3 separate regions of the Sus scrofa genome follow, and regions 1 and 3 are each linked to region 2. The links are chromatin contacts, called in public HiChIP or PLAC-seq maps. All regions are on one chromosome and are shown on one strand. The core of a region is the stretch at or near the end of the contact, and the rest is flanking DNA. Distances in the headings are between cores, read along the strand shown.

What was found. HiChIP or PLAC-seq counts read pairs in DNA pulled down with a chosen protein or histone mark.
Region 1: a contact with region 2 is called in an H3K27ac HiChIP or PLAC-seq map of alveolar macrophages. The contact joins the promoter of DCP2 here to the promoter of REEP5 in region 2. A contact is called at or near these places in 7 of 47 Hi-C or Micro-C datasets (alveolar macrophages, blood, epiblast stem cells and 1 more) and 2 of 2 datasets of contacts at active chromatin or transcription factors (alveolar macrophages and skeletal muscle).
Region 3: an H3K27ac HiChIP or PLAC-seq map of skeletal muscle shows a contact between it and region 2. The contact joins the promoter of SRP19 here to the promoter of REEP5 in region 2. A contact is called at or near these places in 1 of 5 promoter capture datasets (fetal liver), 2 of 47 Hi-C or Micro-C datasets (alveolar macrophages and liver) and 2 of 2 datasets of contacts at active chromatin or transcription factors (alveolar macrophages and skeletal muscle).

The regions. Positions count from the first base shown.
Region 1 is chr2:116,802,664-116,806,089 of Sscrofa11.1, reverse strand. It overlaps DCP2 (m7GpppN-mRNA hydrolase), which reads left to right and starts at 1,397. Exons shown (of 11, transcript XM_003123832.5): 1 at 1,397-1,666. The coding sequence starts at 1,614.
Region 2 is chr2:116,844,104-116,847,649 of Sscrofa11.1, reverse strand. It overlaps REEP5 (receptor expression-enhancing protein 5), which reads right to left and starts at 1,969. Exons shown (of 5, transcript XM_003480887.4): 1 at 828-1,969; 2 at 62-155. The coding sequence starts at 945.
Region 3 is chr2:116,900,086-116,903,485 of Sscrofa11.1, reverse strand. It overlaps SRP19 (signal recognition particle 19 kDa protein), which reads left to right and starts at 1,985. Exons shown (of 5, transcript XM_003480890.4): 1 at 1,985-2,307; 2 at 2,927-3,002. The coding sequence starts at 2,267.

The DNA.
Region 1 (3,426 bases), core at 148-2,647, 41 kb after region 2:
AAATATTATAGACAGCTTGAAAATAAAGTTGGAGAATCCTCCAGTAAAAAAGCAAAGGTCAAAGATGGAAAACAGGAGAGTAAAATAGATGGTAATAGGGCTCCTGTGTCAAGTTTGGGCTTGATCATATGTCAGAAGATAATGCAGGGGAGGTATCGGAAGCCAAAAAGATGGTAACAAGCACATATCTGAACAAAACAAAACACAACAAAAATTGGGCAGGGTTTGGTACAGGCAAAAAATGGAGGCAGAGGTCTCAGATTTGTGAGGAAAAATAATGCCAACCAGGAGTTTCCAGTATGGCTCAGCGGAAAGAATCTGACTAGCATCCATGAGGAAACAGATTCCATCCCTAGCCTCACTCAGTGGGTTAAGGATCTGTTGTTGCCTGTGAGCTGTGGTGTAGGTTGCAGACACTGCTGGGATCCAGCTTTGCTGTGGCTGTGGTGTAGGCGGGCAGCTTCAGCTCCAATCTGACCCATAGCCTGGGAATTTCCATACGCTGCAGGTGCGGCCCTTAAAAAAAAAAGAGAGAGAAAAAAAAAAAAAAAAAAACCCAAACTGATATAAAGGCAAAGTGTGTTTGGACAGAAATTTAGAAAAAAGATGGGAGATTAAGTCGAAGAATGGACTAAATTTCACGACCGTGCATGTGGGCCTGTGGGTCTGATAGCAAAGGAGCAAGTTAAAAAAATGGATGGATCCAGAGTTTCTTTAAGGATTCATCCCAAATGGATTGGACTCCATTACGCAAGATGGGGAATGAGTACTAGCCGGTTGGAGTGGTGTGAGCATACAGAAAGCGGAATGCAAGCTCCTGAGTTTGGGTAAAAATCAATTCGTATTTCTGTGATCTCATAGTGTGTCAAATACTGGGATAGAGACCCTTGTCTTCACAGCCAGGGCTGGGTGCCCGCAGAGGGACAGAGGCGAGCCACTACAAAACTTAAAAAACTCTTTTCAGGGGTTTGTAGCGAAAAGAGACATAACCCTTAGCCTGCAGGGGTTAGGGGCGGCGGTGAGTGTGTGTTGGGGATATCAGGTGACAGGAACCAGGCCTGCAGGCTCTGCAGTACAGACGTCGGAGCCTACTCAGCCACCAAGAGGACGCGCAGACCTTGCCCACATCCCGGATATGGTCTCGAGATCTACAAGTAAAATTGAAGTCCTGTAGACTTTCTAGTAGTGCCAAGAAAGCATAGGGCGCATGCGCCTGTCCCCCGCCCCAAGGCCCAGTCCGAGGCGGCGGGAAGTTGGTTTTCTGAGTAGCGACTGAGCAGCTTGAAGGCGGATTGGAGCCGACGGACCAATAAACAAATGTCTCATTGGCTTAGCTTGTCCAGGCTCCCGGTTCTCCAGCCTTCCCATTGGGCCTTTCAAGCAGAGCAGGGGCGTGGCCCCAGGGGCTCCGCCCCGCGCCCGGGCCCAGCCTCGGGGTCCTGGGTTGAGAGAGCCGGACGGAAGTGAGCGGGTCCCGCCCCTTCCCCTTCTCGTTTTCGTTGGAACCGCTGCCACCGCTGCCCCCTTTCTGACTAGCCGGAGTCTCCGTTCCGTGTCCTCGGTCCCCGGCCGCGCGGAGCCGGGATGCACTGCTCCTGCTGTGGGTCCTCATCATGGAGACCAAACGGGTGGAGATTCCCGGCAGCGTCCTGGACGATCTCTGCAGGTACCGTAGCGCCCAGTGCTGCTCCGGCCCCCTTCCTCCCCCAGCTTCTTTTCTCTCAGTTTCGGCGACCCCGGAGGCCTCTGGGTCTCCTACCCGGGCCCACATCCTGTCTTGGCTTTCTGGTCCTGCTGCTGCTCCCTTCCCCGGGTCGACCCTTACCGTGGATGACACTGCCCATCTTTTGCCCGCAGCCTCCTGATTGCTCACGTTTCCCTCCACTCCTCCTTGCTCTGCGTTGGAATTCCCTCGTTTTCTTAGTTCCCTATTTTTCTTTCCCAATGCCGCTTCGCCAAAGCTTCTGTCTTTGGCTTTTGGGGGCTGCCCCTCCCCCTCCCTTTGCTTTTTCTGCTCTCACTTTTACAGACCGTATTCTCCCCTCCTCCCCTCCGCCTGATTCCCCAGTGCCGTTGAAAAACCCCAAGTTTTTTTAAGTCTTAGGATCCCAGGTCATTGGACCTACGGAGGGAGCAGTTCACATTTACCCTTCTCTTCTGTGGCGTTCTCTAAACTACTATAAAGAATTGCTGTCTTGTTCATCCCCAAACTTAACATTAGAAGTGGAAAAAAAAGCCTAGAGTTCCATTTTCGTTTTCTTTTTTTCATCCCTTAATTATCCTTCTTAAAAGAAATTCTCAACTGCAGGCTTTTAGCTCATAGTATAGTTTTACAAGAGAGATTTTCTACATTCTTCTCGATGGCTGTATTTTCAGTTAGCTAAGCATGTGTAAAACGGACTTAAAATTTTACTTCAGGAAAAGAAAATATTTTTAGTGCAGTAATACCCCGAGTTTTCGTTGGCGTAAGTGGGTTGCGAAGTAATTTAAATTACAAATGAGTGCAAGTTCTGATTAAAATAACCGCTTTTCACCGTATTTATGTCTAAAAGTATGATTTTTAGTAGTTGTGTCTCATTCACGCCTTTTTTAATGGGAAGAACTGTATTTGTGGAGTTAATACTGAATGCCAGGCAGGCACTGGTTGCTCTCTTCACATGTATCATTTAATCCTAGAAACAACTCTGTTTGGTTGGTGCATTTATTTCCATTTCCATCTAAGAGACACACTGAGAGGTTGTAATTTACACAAGGTCACATTCATCCTAATTTAGAAAATCAAGATTTGAAAGCTAGGCCTTTTTCTCTTTCATGTCTGTGCTTTTTCTCTTACACAAGTGGATGTAGTAGAAAATCAAGTCTAACATCATACCCTCACAGAAGAAAACTACATATGAATAAGTAAATAGGCAAATTCTGCAACTGCTAAGAAGTAACAACACTGTACTTCTTTATAATGTTGTGATGATAACTTTTGGAATATGGGAGACTCGAATGAACCACTTAAGGCACTCATTTTCTATGATATCCAATTTCTTAAGAAAAAAGAGGTTTGATGTCTGTATAGATAAGTGACTGGAAGAATTTGTACCAAAAGTGGGATTATGATTTTTATTTATTATTCATGTTTCCAAGATTATAAAGCATATGCATTTTATAGTTAGAAAAGTTAAATATGGGTAATATTTGCGAAGGTGAGCAATAACTGTGTATTAGTTAATGGAGATAGAGGTTGATTTAGAAAAGGTGGGTAATCTACTTTTTACAGGCACCTAAACTAATTATCCCATTAGTATTGGGTTTATTCTGTGTATTACCGAAGATTACATTTAAAGAAGTCATCAACCATTATGAAGGTGATTGATTTTATGTGTGTCATCATCTTACAAAATAATGGTGGTGTGTTTGTTAACATCATGTTAAACA
Region 2 (3,546 bases), core at 720-3,219:
AGCTCACGATGGGGGACGGGGAGAGAAGGGGAAGAAGAGACAGTTGCAGGAAGCCACTTACGAGACGTAGGCTGGGTAGCCAAATCCTATCAGATTGCAGAGGAGAGAGGCTCCATAACCAAACACCAGGTACAAGGCCACCAGCCCGATGACACCTGGAGACACGAGGAGAGAAGTGGGTCTGGTAGCACGACAAGCGCTCCAGCTGGGCAGCCCCCGCCCACACCACAAGGCTTGGCCGATACTCGGCAGCGGAGAAAACAAACCGAGTGAAGACTGGGCCTGCGCCTTCGCGGGGCTGTGCCTTCCGTCTGGGATACACCGCAGGCCCCACAGTAGTGTTCCTCCTCCCGCCCTCCCTCCCGCAAGGGGCCCCCAAGCCATGCTGCGCACCAGCTCCAGCAACGGTCTGGAGAGTCCAGAATTCCAGCACCCGCCCGCAGCCCCTCCTCTCCCGAGGGGCCACCCGTTCTCGGCGACGAGCTACGCATAGGGTCTGGCTAGGACCCGGTAGTCCGCCACCAGGCCAGCCCTTCCTCCTGCAGGCGCCCCCGCCGCCCCGCGCCAGCCCTGCGCTCGGCCGCTGGCACTCGGCGCTCCGCCGCGGGGCAGACACGTCAGCGCCAGCCGGTACCCGTCCCCCCGGGCGCCTGGCCACCTGGCCGCCCCGGCGGGCTCTCTGGTCCCTGGCCTGTCCAGGGGCCCAGTTTGGTCCCCGGGGATGCCGCCCCCACTCCAAGTCTGTCCCCGACACAGCGACATGGATGTAGCAGCTGTTCCCGGCCGGGTTGGCGGCGGGACCCAGAAGGCTACCACCCCTCACTTACCTAGCGCTATGTAGCTCCGGTTCACGCCGGTCTTGGCCTCGATCTTGGCCAAGATGTCAGTCAGGTAGTTTTTCTGGTGCAGGAATTGGTCGAACCTCTGCCTCATGGCTGCAGACATGGCGGGGACCGTCGCACCGCCGCCCGGGGCTGCTTCTAGTAGCGGGTGGCCGCAGAGGGGAGATGACGGGGGGGCGGGGATGGCAGCGGCGGGCGGGGCCGGAGGCGGGCGCTTGGATGCGTCTCTCAGCTCCGCTCCCCACCGCCCCTCTCCCTGCCCCGCCCACGCCACACCACAAGCGCCCCACCCCCTCCTCCGTCCACAGCCCGGAGCTCTGCAGCCAGTGCCACACCCCGGGTGGCAGATGGAGTGGCATGCGCTCCCCCGCCGAGCTGCCGCCCTCCGCCTCTGTTAACTGGGTGAAAAAGGGGTGATGAATCTTGTGAGCGCCTTTCGCAAATCCGAAAGGAGGCGGCTTTGTGGCTCCCAACTGCAAAGTAGTGGGGCTGGTTCAGTGCACCTACACTGCTCTGCTAAACCTAAGACATTTTAAATCGAAAAGTTGAAATGCACGACCATTCTGAAAAAGCTCTTTGGCGGCAGACCTGTTTTTTGCTTCGTTGCCGAAACTCGGCAGCGTTTTTCTCACTTTTCGAAATCCTGTAAGAAATTTACCACCCTCCTCTGAGCGACACCATCTACAAGAAAGTAGTGAACAGATTAAACCTTTTCATGGCGGGCTTGGCATTTGCTTGATGTCTGCTATCATTTCCAAATCCCCGCGGAGACATTGGTGTGTGCTTGCCTTTCAAGAAAACTTACCCTGTAGAAGTTAATTCCAGGTTTTAGGGCCAGAACTTCACTTTGCTTCCTTCAGAATGTTGTGCTCATGCTTTTCCTCCACCTAAACTTATGTTCTTGTTATTGCTTGCCCATCATTTCAGGAAACTCCTTTTGAAAGTATTCTTTCTTTCTCCTGTGATCTGCACCCTGCTGCAGAGTTTTCCTCCTTGCTTAAGCTTTAAAGGAACTTGCAGACCAGAGCTCCAGTTCTTTAGCATTCGCTGATCCTGGGCACAAACTGGCCCCCACCATTCTCTCTTTTTCCTACACAACCCGTCTGCTCATTCAGTTTGACTTTGCAGTACTTCCTTCCACTTCCTCAAAAAGCTATCTTGCCCACTCTTAACCTTTTCCTTTTAAGCTAATTCTCCTTCCTCTTTTCTTCTCCGGAACTTCTTAGCTCAATTCTCTGAGCACTGCCCTCACCATCCAGCCAAATCAGTGACCAAACAAAAGAAAAACTAATGATACTGAGACAGCCTCCCGACCGAGCTGTTCATTTCTGTGTTTCTACCTACAGTCTATTCTCAGTGTGGCAGCCAATTGGATCATTTTAAAATGTGGGTCAAACTGTGTTGACGTTTTGTTCTTAACCCTCCAGTAGCTTCCCATCTGCCTGAAGAATAGCCTCAAGGTCATAGATGATGTATATGGTTCCTTCTTCTCTCTTTGAATTACATCTCCTATTGCCTGCTTCCTAAGCCTCAAACAAGCCGAGGCCTCTCCTGCCCCTGGGCTTTCATTTTCCTTCTGTCTTAGTGGCTCTCGACTCGCAGTGATTTTGTCCCCCCCACACAAAGTCTGGAGACATCTTTGGTTGTCAAACAGATGGTCACAACTGGGAGAGCAGATGCTACCCACCACTACTAGCATCGAATAGAGATACTGCTAAACATCCTGCAGTGCACAAGATAGCCCTGCTGCCCCCCACCACGTAGAGGTGCGAAGATAGGGAAACCGTTCTCTATCTAAAAGCTCAGATAAATACTTAACTTTCTGCTCCCATCTGTCAGGTCCTTGCTCAAATGACATATCTGTGAGGCCCTTTCTGATCCAGAATTGCAACTCCCAGTACTCTCTAGCTTTATTTTTCTTTCTAGCACTTACTACTCTGACCATCTATGTGTTCTACTTTTTGTATTTTTTTTTTCTTTCCCCACAAAATTATGAGCCCCAGAAAGGTGGGTATCTTTGCCTGTTTTGTTTACTTCTTTATCTCAAACACCTAGAACAGTACCTGGTAGTTAATAGGTGTTTCAGTAACTATTTGTTGAATTAACAAATATCTAACATGCCTTGTATCACTCAGTATTCGAGGTGTTACATGTACTGATTCATTAAGTCCTCGGAACAGCATGGGGTTGATAGATCGATTTTTATTCTCACCTAAGGGAAGGAAATGAGGTACATGAGGGCTCAAAATGGATACATGTCAGAGCTAGAATTCAAACAGGACTCTTACCCCTCAATGTACTGCTGATATCGGTTGAATTGTGTCCCCTGCAAAAAAGATATGTGGAGTGATAACTCCCACTACCTCACGACGTGACCTTATTTAGAGGTAGAGTCTTTACGAAAGTAATCAAGTTAAAACGAGGTTATTAGTGTAGTCTCTCATCCAATATGAGTGGTGTCTTTATAAAATGGGGAAATTTGAGAGGAATTCCCATCATGGTTCAGCGATAATGAATCTGACTAGCATCCATGGGGACGTGGGTTCGATCCCTGGCCTCGCTCAGTGGGTTAAGGATCTGGCGTTGCTGTGAGCTGTGGTGTGGATCACAGGCACTGCTCGGATCCTGAGTTGCTGTTGCTGTGGTGTAGGCCGGCAGCTGCAGCTCGGGTTTGACCCCTAGCCTGGGAACTTCCATATGCCGA
Region 3 (3,400 bases), core at 736-3,235, 56 kb before region 2:
TAACACCATCAACTCTCCCCCTTCCCAGGCCTTCAAACTGCACTTTCCTGGGTTCCACTTGGAGGTAGCATATCGTGGCATGTCTCAGCTTTCATAAAGGTGTGAGTCAGTTCCTCTAACAATCTCCTCATATATCTGTATATGTCGTAATGGTTCTCTGTGAAGAACCCTAATATACTTAGTAGGATTCTTGCTAAAACTGAGTTAGGAAGATAAAAAGACAGAACAGGGGTTAAGGTCAAGGCCCACTCAGGATGAGGGCTCAAAGGGGTTCCCTTATATAAAATGGTGTAGTATTTGCATATAACTTACGTATATCCTCCTGCAGATTTTAGTCATCTCTAGATTGTTTATAATACCTAATACAATGTAAATACTATGTAAATAGTGGTAAATAGTTGCCATCATGCTGCAAATTCAAGTTTTGCTCTTTGAAACTTTCTGAAAATAATTTTTAAAAATATTTTGACCCTTGGTTGGTTGAATCAGCAGATGCAGAACCCATGAATACAGAGAGCTGACTGTACATCACATCTCTTCCTTAATCCCTCTCATCCTGCTTTCAAGTCTTATTCAACTATCTCAGCGAAATTTCTCCTGCCCACCTTGATCTTTGCTTTCCACCTTTGTGAACCCCGTCCCTACCCAAAAGCCTCAACCAAGGTTGTTAGGTTGAATTTATTGGCACATCTATATGAGGAATACTGATTACACTTGAAAAAAGTACGGTCAATTCCTGAAGGCCTTTCATCATCTCTGCAATTTTCTGTGTACCACTTTATCCTCTAGTTTAACTCGCTTTTCCGCAAGCATCCACATTTTAAAACTTTGTATTCACTTGTTTTATAATCATTAGTGTGGTAACAATATTGCCACTCGCCCTCCCCTTCTCTTTGAACTCCTACAATATTTTAACAATAGTGTAGAGTTAAACAGGCATTACAGCATGGAATGCCACTCAAAAACATCGGCCCCATTGAGTCCCTATGTATAAACCAGGAACTATAACCACTTTTAATATTGGTCTTTTTGTCTCAAATTACTTACATGGCTCTGAAAAAACAACCCCACTGTAAACTACTGCATGTGTGTATTAAACCTAAGACTGCCTTGTTCATTTCACACCTTGTCTATATATCACATTTTTCTATATATCGTATTTATGGTAACATAAAATGTTGATTTTCTTAAAGTATGTGAATTTTCTTGTGATGCAACTAAAGTATGAAAGTGAAGTCCTGAACCATCTATTTCAAAGTCTGGATTCATTTCATCCCTACATGTTTGGTTTGGCCAGGCATGAAGATTTTTTTACAGGACTCTTGTTCACTTTAGAAAGAAGTAAAACATTTATATCTGGTACTAAGGCACTAGTACAAGGATGATTGAGAGGCAGGAATTGAGAGGATGGAGAAAAGTCAGGAGCTTACAGTCAGACCAGCTGGGCATCTATGCTCAGCCATCATTAGTACGATGATAATGGGCAAATTACCCATCACTGAGACTCAAGCTTTTGGGAAGACTTGTTTATTTTGTTTTTTTTTTTTCATCCGTAAAAGGGAAAATACCTATTTTGCCTTGCCCCCTTTTTGTTGGTTTTTGTTTTTAATAAGCAGCCGCTAAGAAAATAGGAATGAATGTGTGTTTAGTTTAGGAACAGAATCCTCAAATAGTGCTTTGCAATTAACCTAAAATATATAAAAATAGTGAATTTTAGGGTAGAAGTTTTGAAAGGTGTATAGTCACAGTGCAAGTAATTTAGCCAGTTCCACACCATAAAAATGCTTTTTTGCCAAGTTGAAAGCAAGCTGCAGGGCCCAAAAGCGGTTAAAAATTTGCTTACTCTAACAACCTGCTCGGAATTCACAGATTACTGTGGCGTAGGGCCCTACTCCAAGTGGGAGAGAGTTTAGCACAAAACTCAGCGTAGAATTGAATTCAGATAAGAGCATGAACGTGGAATCCAAGTTTAGCTGTCGCGCATGCGCCCCAAAGGCCGGCTTTGAGAAAGGAAGGAGTTGGTCGCGTTCTCAGGTCGTCTCGCGAGAATTGGAGATTGCATCGCCACGTCAGAAACTAGCAATCTTGGCGCCTAGGGACAGGTGCTGGAACAGACCGACTGTGAAAAGCCGCGGTCGCGTAGGCGTTTTCGGTGGGCTGGACTTCCGCCGGAAACGGGGTGGCCTGGAACCTCTCCTAGTGGAGATTCCGCTGTTTTTTTTTCCTCTTCTGGTCGTGTCTTGGCACTGTCTGGGCCTGAGTGAAGATGGCTTGCGCCGCCGCACGGTCCCCGGCCGACCAGGACAGGTGGGTCCGGAGAGAGGAAGAGGCCCGAGGCAAGCTCGCCGGTGCTGCAGCGCCTTCAGCAGCCGCGAGAAAGGCCGGGGGAGCTCGGCCCGAACCCCAGGCCTCGCCTCCCTCAGGCCAGCTGCGCCAGCCTGTTCGCAGGGCCCCTAGTTTCCGACTTTACGTAGCTCACTATTTACCTGTACGTGAGACAAAGGGCTCTGGATGCTACGTCAACATTACGTTAAGTAGTCACAAAATGAAAAAATCTCTTGTAATTGTTAGTACGTTCGGAAAGGCTTATTTGGTTTCTTTCGAGTCCTTTATACCTGTGACACCGTACGTTCTGTGTAAGAAAGCGGGCTCCCACCCTCGGGAATTTTTGACAGGCATTTGTACCCAACTCAACAGCGACTTTGTATCTCACTGAGCAGTATTTTTTGTTTAAATGTTATCTAGCAAGTGATTTTTTTTAAACATCTAAAGTAATAAGTTAATGGTTACTTTTAAGTAGTGGGGAGACAATTTAAAGAAAAAAGTAAATAATAGTATATGTGTACCGGTAGTCCTAATGATGACGAATGAATGAATTTTTGAAAATATTGCTCTAGTGATGCCAGCTGGGTTTTTCCTGTGGCAGGTTCATTTGTATCTATCCTGCATATTTAAATAACAAGAAGACCATTGCGGAGGGGAGGCGAATTCCCATAAGTAAGGTAAGCAGGCTGGAATCTTTGGACTTGAGGGTCTGGGGAGGTTGTCCTGTTAGAGACACAAAGTTTTCTTTCACTTGTTGGCCTGAGGAGAACAGCAAGCAAGAATTGGGGTGTTTTCCTTAATGGCAAAACCAGGAGTTCCATTGTGGCGGGGCAGGTTAAGGATCCCACATTGCCCTACTTCTGGTGGAATCACAGCTGCAGCTCTGATGGGTATGACACAAATCAAAAAAGAAAAGAATGGTGAAACCAGAAGGGTACAGATTCGAAGTTCCTGTGGTGGCTTAGCAATAACTAACCCGACTAGTATCCATGAGGATGCAGGTTGAATCTCTGGCCTTGCTCAGTGGGTGAAGGATCTGTTGTTGCCTTGAGCTGTGGTGTAGGTCTTGGACATG